3 separate regions of the Mus musculus genome follow, and regions 2 and 3 are each linked to region 1. The links are chromatin contacts, called in public HiChIP or PLAC-seq maps. All regions are on one chromosome and are shown on one strand. Each heading gives the region's core, a stretch centred on a gene start, on an enhancer-like site or on the middle of the called end of the contact. The rest is flanking DNA. Distances are from core to core; before and after follow the strand shown. Region 1 overlaps Acacb (acetyl-Coenzyme A carboxylase beta). Region 2 holds the start of Foxn4 (forkhead box N4). Region 3 holds the start of Svop (SV2 related protein).

What was found. HiChIP or PLAC-seq counts read pairs in DNA pulled down with a chosen protein or histone mark.
Region 2: a contact with region 1 is called in an H3K27ac HiChIP or PLAC-seq map of embryonic stem cells, with 9 read pairs. The contact joins the promoter of Foxn4 here to the enhancer-like site in region 1. A contact is called at or near these places in 2 of 484 Hi-C or Micro-C datasets (both in embryonic stem cells), 7 of 115 datasets of contacts at active chromatin or transcription factors (the 230-238 cell line and embryonic stem cells) and 4 of 9 other capture datasets (adipose tissue, embryonic stem cells, liver and 1 more).
Region 3: an H3K27ac HiChIP or PLAC-seq map of embryonic stem cells shows a contact between it and region 1, with 6 read pairs. The contact joins the promoter of Svop here to the enhancer-like site in region 1. A contact is called at or near these places in 1 of 39 promoter capture datasets (macrophages), 1 of 15 datasets of contacts at CTCF or cohesin (the NIH/3T3 cell line), 5 of 484 Hi-C or Micro-C datasets (embryonic stem cells, muscle stem cells, nephron progenitors and 1 more), 4 of 115 datasets of contacts at active chromatin or transcription factors (the SCID.adh cell line and embryonic stem cells) and 3 of 9 other capture datasets (adipose tissue, liver and pancreatic islet).

What each region holds. Positions count from the first base shown.
Region 1 is chr5:114,184,642-114,187,496 of GRCm38.p6, forward strand. All of the region lies in intron 2 of Acacb (acetyl-Coenzyme A carboxylase beta), which reads left to right. Among named protein-coding and RNA genes, the nearest start is that of Acacb, 21 kb to the left of the region's middle. Within about 2 kb of position 1,385, at least 9 of the 459 cell types and tissues checked have an H3K27ac peak or open chromatin away from gene starts, as enhancers often do. A contact at or near this core is called in embryonic stem cells, where this site is marked.
Region 2 is chr5:114,272,489-114,275,402 of GRCm38.p6, forward strand. Foxn4 (forkhead box N4) reads right to left here and starts at 1,273. Exons shown (of 10, transcript NM_148935.2): 1 at 1,200-1,273; 2 at 485-573. The coding sequence starts at 570.
Region 3 is chr5:114,090,122-114,093,011 of GRCm38.p6, forward strand. Svop (SV2 related protein) reads right to left here and starts at 1,259. Exons shown (of 16, transcript NM_026805.1): 1 at 1,031-1,259. The coding sequence starts at 1,065.

The DNA.
Region 1 (2,855 bases), core at 135-2,634:
GGCTTGATGGTTCCTCCGTCTTGCTCCAAACACTCAGGGTCTCCTGGGAAAGAACATTGCTTTTTTTTAAGATTTATTTATTTTTTTATGTGAGTACACTGTTGCTGTCTTCAGACACACCAGAAGAGAGCATTGGATCCCATTACAGATGGTTTTGAGCCACCATGTGGTTGCTGGGAATTGAACTCAGGACCTTTGAAAGAGCAGTCAGTGAGCCATCTTTCCAGTCCCTGTTTTGGATTTTTTTTGTTTTGTTTTGTTTTTTTGTTTTGAATTTTGTGTATCCCAGGCTAGCCTCAAACCCCAAGGATAAACTTGCCCTTGTGATAATCCCACCTGTACCTCCCAAGTGTGTGCCATGACGGCCAGTCTATGCAGTACTAGCCACTGAACCCAGGACTCCTCCACTTCTAGACTCTGTATTTTGGACTCATTAGGAGACTGTTTTGCTGCGGCGGACCGGGCTCAGTCAGCCCCCCTTAATCTGCAGAAAAAAATTTGGGGGTCCCGGTTTCAGTTGGGCAAAGAGTTGGTGACAATATTAACACAAGGGAGTGTGGTATCTGAATGTAATTTGTCTCAAAGTGAGCAGCAGTCTTATAAGTGACTTTTACACAAAACAGGGAAATGTGTACTTAAAAGCTAACAGGAACCAGCTGGGATAAAATTCAATGTTAACATCTGGGATCAAAAGCAGCCCCACCTAAGGTCAGCTTAATCTTAGAAGTCAGGGGTAAGGGCATCGTGCCCTTGCCGTAGTTCCTATTCTAGTCTATTGTATAGTCCACCTTCCCCATAGGCCATTGTAAATTCCTGTGTATGGGTGTAACTCAGCTATCTATAGTTCTAAGTATCTACTCTGGTTCCTCCCTAGACCCCAATCTTCCTTCTTCCTAGATAATGGTAAATTTTTGCATATGGGAGTAGCTTGCCCTGAGATTTCTAACTCTTATCCAGTAAAATACTGTAAGAAAGCATGCAAGACCCTCCACATTATTGCAGGGACAAATCTGGGGCATTCTAGCTATGGGGATGCCAAATTTCCAGGGGACCAAGTTTCCGTGAACTTTTCACCTCTGGACTATATCCAGGTTTTTGGGGCCTGTCACACGTGTCACTACTGGAATGGATGTAGCGTTTTGCAGCCGGCTCCACTGTGGCTGGTGTTTCGTCCTCAGAACATCACAGCTCACTAGCCTCAGGTAGCCTCTGCCCGGTGCTCTCACACTTTCTGACTTAGTAGCTGATCCCAGCTTGCCCTCAGTACTGGAGATTCATGAGAAAGCCTGTACCTGGAAATGAGAGTGGAGAGATCTAGCTCCCCCCAATGGGGCTCCAAGAATGTGTCTTCCCTTGCCACCTCCAGCCCTCTGAACCAAGCCTTGCTTTAGCAATGAGAAAGCCACGTTAGGCTGTACTCATTCCTTCCCAGTGGTGGCCCTCTCCAGTGATGCTCACCCTGAGTGATTCTCCTCCCCAGTGGTGCTCCTCCCCAGTGGTGCTCCCAGCAGTGATGCTTCTCCCCAGGGGTGCCCCTCCCCAGTCGTGCTCCCCTGCAGTTTTGCTTCCCTGCAGTGGTGTTCCCCAAAGACTTAGCAGGGCCATGCAGGAGAGCCAGGAGCCTTGGTCAAGGCCTGAGGTCACAGTGTGAGCTTGACTGGGCCTGAGTTTCCCCATCTGTTAAACAGAGGCAGTCACATCCCACACTTCAGAGGAGGCCAGGCCTTAGCAGCATGGCCAGGGTTGTGTAGCAGTGGGAGAGAACACAGGAAGGAACTGCTCTGTGAGTCAGAGCTTGAGACCAGAGGCCTAATTACCTGTGGAGATTGGGTATTATTTATTTATTTTAAAGATTTATTTATTTATTATATGTAAGTACACTGTAGCTGTCTTCAGACACTCCAGAAGAGGGTGTCAGATCTCATTACGGATGGTTGTGAGCCACCATGTGGTTGCTGGGATTTGAACTCCAGACCTTCGGAAGAGCAGTCGGGTGCTCTTACCCACTGAGCCATCTCACCAGCCCGGGTATTATTTATTTTGAGACAGGGTTTCATTCTGTAGCCAGGATATCTGTGACCTTGAAGTCTTTCTTCAGTTTCTAGACAGATTCTGCCTGGATTCTTTTTCTTTTTCTTTTTTTCTTTTTTTCTTTTTTTTTTTTTTTTAAGATTTATTTATTATTATATGTAAGTACACTGTAGTTGTCTTCAGACACACCAGAAGAGGGAGTCAGATCTTGTTACGGATGGTTATGAGCCACCATGTGGTTGCTGGGATTTGAACTCTGGACCTTCGGAAGAGCAGTCGGGTGCTCTTACCCACTGAGCCATCTCACCAGCCCCCTTTTTTTTTTTTTTTTTTGAGACAGGGTCTCACTGTGTAGCCCTGGCTGCCCTGGAAGTCTCTGTGTAGACCAGGATGGCCTCAAACTCAGAGATCTGCCTGTCTCTGCCTCCTGAGTGCTAACATTATGCCCAACTCAAAAGATTTATGTATTCTATATTATGAGTGTTTGTCAGCATATGTATGTATGAATGTATGTATGTATGTATGTATGTATGTATACATGTATATATATATACATATATATATACATGTATATATATACATACATATATGCAGTGTGCATGCAGTTTTCTCAGAGGACAGAAGAGGGCGCTAGATCCCCTGGAACTGGAGTTACAGATGCTTATAAAAGATCTGCTGTGTAGGTGCTGAGAACTGAACAACCCAGGTCCCCTGTCAGAGCAGCCAGAGGCCTACCGAGCCATCTCTCCAGGCCTGAGAGATGCTGATGGTCTTTCTTTAGTGCTGGGGGATTGTCTTAGTTAGGGTTTTACTGCTGTGAAGAG
Region 2 (2,914 bases), core at 23-2,522, 88 kb after region 1:
CAAGAACCATTCTTGGGCTTCACTTTGAGGCTTGTTGGCCCTTTGGACTCCAAAAGAGACCCTGAGGTCATCTAAATCACGGCCCCATTTATTTATACGAGGAGAAAACCAGGTCCAGAGTGGGCAAAGGACTAGCTAAAAGTCACACAGCTGGGCTAAGAACTCACAGTTGTGACCTACAACCTTGCAACATCCTGAGTGCTTTGGGGCACGGTGGGGTGGGGACCATTTCCTAGAACCCTTGCTGGAGTCACTGGATGGGGAGCAATAGCTGCTGGGGTCACCAGGCTGCCCATAGTCTGTGACCCACGAGAGATACACCCTTAGAGGGGACACAAAACTGCAGAGAGCTGCTCACTCCAAAGCTCACACTTCGTAGCTCACAGACAAGGCAGGCGCGCCCCCACCAGCACGGAGCCTGGGCCTCCTCACCTGTATTCCTGTGGAGAGCGCCCCCACCAGCACGGAGCCAGGGCCTCCTCACCTGTATTCCTGTGGAGAGCAGTGGTGGCTGTGCCCCGAGCTTCTGATCATTTCTGACATTCTGGACCAAATGCCACTTTCTATCATTTCCTTAGGGATGAAAAAAAAAAGTTAAAAAAGAAAAAGTTTCCATCAGCACTGATGTAGGGCAGAGACCCCCAGTTTCCCACAGTTCAGAAGCGACCCAAAAGGGTCACAATTGCAGGACAATCCCGAGGCCGGGGGGGGGGGGGGGCGGGGAGGGCAGGAGGTTAAGAACTAAGGACGGACAGTGAGTGAAATTCCAAGTTCTTTCAAATTCAAGGAGAAGAAGGGGGAGGGGGAGCCCCTAAATGGAAGCGCCAAGCTTTGGAAAACCCAGGCCAAATAGAAATCGGAAGAACTCCATTCGGTTCCAAGCCGCAATCCCCACCACTATTCTGCTATGAACGGCCTGGAAATGAAGAGATCATCAAAGCGGGGCTTGATGGGGCCAGGGGAACCATCCCCGCCCGGTCTCTCGCCTTGGAAGGAGACCCCACACAGGTGCTGGAAAATCAGTTCACGCACTGCACCACCCACCCGGCCACCCACAAACGCGACATTAAATAAGACTCGGGGAGGGGGACACCCCTAAATCCTCTAAGCCAAGCTTGAAGCAGGTGTGGGAAGCCTCCTGCCCTGGTGAAGCCCCCGTGGTTCCGACGGGGCGCGCAGCCCGGGCAGCACCGTGGTACCTGGAGCAGGTCCTGGGTTGGCTGGCTGGGGGCGGGTGGCGCTGCGGTAGGGGGGGACTCCCTTTCGCTCGCCCCTCGCTGTCTGCAATTTGGCCACCGTCGCAGCTCGATCCGTTTTTAAATTTCCCTCTCTGGAGCTGTCCAACTCTGAGCATGCGCAGTAGACGTGCCGGGTTGTTGGGGGTCCTTTCCCCTCCTTTTCCCTAAGGGTCAGTTACAGGGCAGGGTCAAGGAGATTTCAGCGGGCGGGCCCCAGCAAGTCAGCCTCGTGCGCCCCGCGGCTCCCGGCCCTGGGGTGGGGCGGTCACCGAGGGAGAGACACCCCTTTTCCAACTTTGCAAACAGGCGAGCTGAATGATGGGCAGGACTGAGATGTAGATGCTGCAGGGGACCTGGGGGCGGGGGGGGGGGGTGGGCGGAGGAGCGAGAGGCGCACGCACAGAACCAGTCCCCCACCCCCACCTCCTACCCCTACACACACCCAGGGAATGCGCCCGGGCCACCTGTGGCTCCGAGAAAGTTGAGCCCGCGCTACGCCGGGGGCCGCGACAAGGTCCAGGAGCGCAGAGGGGAGTGCGGCTGCGCCCTGAACGCCGAAGGCCGTTGGGGACCGTGACCCGCTCTGGCTCCCGCGTTGCTCTGGGCTCCTCCCCGCTCTCGCCGCGGGAAAGGTGGCGCGTAGCACGGGCTGCCCGGGACAGGACCCCGCAACTTCATAGCTCGCTCTGCAGCTCGCTCCAGTGGTCAAAGGCTGCGGGGGGCCTCTCCACCTGGGATGTCCCTGGCCCCGTGCCCCCATCCCATCCCTCCTCCTCCCGGGTCTCCTCGGCTTCGTATGGGGCCCAGGGATCCTGATGCCCACCGGGCAGCTACATCCAGCCTGCCCCTGCCCAGCCAACCCCGGCTGTGTCCCACGCTGGGTGTCCCTCACTGTGACCCGGGAACCCTTAAGTTCAGGCAGAACTCAGGCTTCCAGCGCTGGGTGCCGGGTACTCAGCACTCCGTGCCATGCCCCCAGGTGGTTATGACCTCAGTGCTCGGCCAGGGCTTCCTTGTGGCACCTGGGCACCCTCACTTCCTTCTCCTCTGCCAGAGTAATACGTAAACCGGTCACCTGGGGCTTGAGTTCACCCGGGAGAAACGTAGATTATATTGATCCAGGCTGTGGTTGGGGAACGCCTCAGTTTTCCTCTTCCCGACTGACTATGTTTAAAATCTGACTTGGGCTAGTCACAAAGATGGATGAAATACTTCACACGGTCTGTGTTACTTTGAACGTCCCCGGATGCTCCAGGACTAATTCACCTGTTTGGTTATCCCAAGCGTTTGTGGGTGTTTTAACTTCCCTTTGAAATAATCCTACTTTCCATTAAGATTGGATAGGGGTCCTGGGCTTGTGGGGCAGCGGGGAGGCGGGGAGGCTCTTTGTTGAGGGGTGGGGAGTTCTGTGTTCCCAAAGCTGGAGTGGTCATTAACGATGAAGCCTGTAAACTGTTATAGAAAGGAAGGCCGGGGGTCGGGGGGGTGGGGGGGGAGGGAGAGACTACTACCTTTGACTTCTCTGGGTTTTGGCTAGGGACTTTTTTTTTTAAAGAGTAGAGATTTTGAGTTCATTGCTTGAGGATTAGTTAGTAGAAATAATGATGCCCAGACACCACTGCTAGATATTCAGAAACCTCTTTATTAGACTGACATATCCGCACTGTGGTGTCTCT
Region 3 (2,890 bases), core at 9-2,508, 95 kb before region 1:
AAGCGTAAAAGTACAATTTTAATTCCTGAAAGCTGTGTAATGAAAAATAATTTGACCGAATTGAGAAGTAAATATGGCAACCCCCACAAACACTCAAGAGTCTCAGAGAGCCAGACCAGTCACACTAAAAGTCACTTGAGAGGGTTCCTCCGTGGCTTGAGGTTTGGGGGGGCACACCATTTTTAAAGTTACACATGCTAACAATACCCAGTCCTTCTCAACAGACCCAAGCAGAATTGACTTCCACCTGCCAGTTAAAAATTAAAACGGGAATCCTGGAATTTGCTTTAACAAAACACCATTGCTGTGGCAGGAAAGCTATCTGTAAATACCTCTGAAGGCCTCTCTGTCTTTTCCACTGCCTCTCTGTGGTTCCCACAAGATTCTCAGTGAAGTAGGTATCCCCAGAAATTTTCCAACCTCAAAGGAATGCATTCCTGGTGTGTCCAAGCCAAAGCATACTCCAGCTAGCTACCCCCCCCCCAACCTTTCATTCAGAAGACAAGAGTCTCAAGCCAGGACTCACAAGCCGTCTCATTCACGTGCTACACAAACAGCCTCTCCTCTAGGAAAGCATACGTGCTGTTTAGAAAGCAGTTTGCAACCTCACACCGTTCCTTTCCGAAAGACCTTGTAGGGGGGAAAAATCAGGAATTGCATAGTATAGGAGAAAGGCTGGAAAGGGACAGATGTCAGCCCTTGTCAATTCAGCCCACATTTCCAAACAGCATCCAATGCATTCTCACAGCCTAGACCTCAAACCCCCTTCGGGGTTGAGAGCGATTTCCAAGGGAAAACACAGAAACTAAGGATTCCCACAAGGTCCTGACAGATCTTGGGGGGGGGGGGGTAGGGAAATGAATGAGAAACAGAAGCTGGGCTGAGAAAATGGCTTGTCTCCTCCAGGCCCAATTCTTCCGTCTGTAACAGCATTTTCCAATCCAAGAGGCCGTGCGGGGATGCACCCCTGCAGGCTTTGCTCTTCTAAAGGGCGCCCTGCCAGCCTCCCTTCGCCCCCCGCGGTACTCACGGCAACTGCCTGAGCTGGAACAGATCCTCCTCCATGTCCGCGGTGCGCCAGGGCGAGCCTGGGCATGACCCTTACATGGTGGAGCAAGGGCCGGTGCTCCGGCTTTCAGCACCGGGATGCTGGACAGCTCTACCGCTTCCTCGCTGGGCAGCTAGCTGCTGGGGGAGGGAGCCCTGCCCGGGAGACAAAGCCAGCCGCTGCCACCGCCGGGAGACCGACAGGAGTGGGCGGAGGACGAGGGGAGGGCTGCGCGGTGGAGGGGGCGGGGCGAGCCCTGCTGCTCCCAGGAGCCCACGGTCCTCTGATTGGGGTGTCTGCGGGACACCCCGACCGTCCAGAAGAAGCCTCCCTCCCTGAGTATTTGTACGAATTGATTAATGTCCGTTTGATGTCCCGGAAGCTTAAGCTCTAGAACGGAGTATAGATTTCTGGAAATGTACTCCACGTATTACACTGCACCTATTAGGTGCCACCAGGCACTGTAGCACGCTGATGGCAGAACAGTTTGAAAAGATTGTTATCACAGAGCTGAGGGCCCAGAAAAGGATCCTGTTGGGTACTGAAGGCTAGAAGGCGGAAGGGTAACTCAGTTACTCAGCCAGCGTTGTGATCTTTGCGGCCTGTGATTCAGAAGTAAACAGCAGAGTCCCTGCCTTGATGCCCTTCCCTTTGAATGAAGATTCTCCACCCTCCCTTGAGCTCCTTGAATTTTCTCAAATGCATCTCAAGTGCCCAGAGGCATGTGCCTGACACATAAGAGCATGCTGGGTGAACATCCATCATGCCTGGGTGTGGTGGCACAGGAAGGGCGAAGCAGGAGGATCGTGAGTTCAAAGGCTGCCTGGGTTACCAGAAAGCTTGGGGACAGATGGGGCACATATCAAACCACATCTCAAAAGTTAAACAAGCCAGGCATGGTGGTACACAACTTGGATCCCCAGCAGTTGGAGACAGAGGCAGGTGAATCTCTGTGGGATCCGGGCCAGATAGGGCTACGAGGTGAGATGCTGTTGGGAGAGAGAGAGAGAGAGAGAGAGAGAGAGAGAGAGAGAGAGAGAGAGAGAGTTGTGCATAATCAGTTGACTCCATCCAAGACCATGAAGCCCCCTGGGTGTGGGTCTGCTGTCTGTACATTTAAATAGCTCCTCAGAAGCCTAGAGAACTCCAGGCTCTGGTGTGAATAAGTGGAGAAAGGAGAAAAATATTCACCTTCCAAGATGGTGACTTCCATGCTTCCCATGGACAAGAGCCATGACTGGATGGAGGATCACAGGGACAGAAGGAAGAGAGGAACGTTCTTTCCTAATGTTTTATAAGTTCTGTGTATGTGTGTGTACGTATATATGTTCATGCCTGTTGGGGGAGTAGGGTACCTCTAGAAGCCAGGAGAGGGTATTTGATTCCCTAGTCTTTGAGTTTCAGGCCCCTGATACAGGCCGTCTGGAAGAGCAGCAAGTGTTCTTAGCTGCTGAGCCATCTCTCCAGCCCCCACCACCTTTATATTTATAGTATGTGTATGGCTGTTTGACTGCACTTATAGTATGTGTGCCTCATGCACATGCATATACTTACAGAGACCAGAAGAGGGCGTTAGATCCCCTAGAGCTGAAGATACAGCTGGTGATGAGCAACCATGTGGATGCTGGGAGCCAAATTCAGGTCCTCTGGAAAAGCAGCCAGTACTCTCAACCATCTCTCCAGTCCCCTGTAAAAGAAGCTATTATTTGCCAGAAATGATTGTTGTCTCTGACGTTTACTGCCCCTGTCTGCTAACCTAGGCCTGGTCCTGGAAGCTTCTAGTCTCTGTTCAATCTAATCTAGACCTAGAAATGTTTTCAGCATCTGAGACTTGCTGCTGAA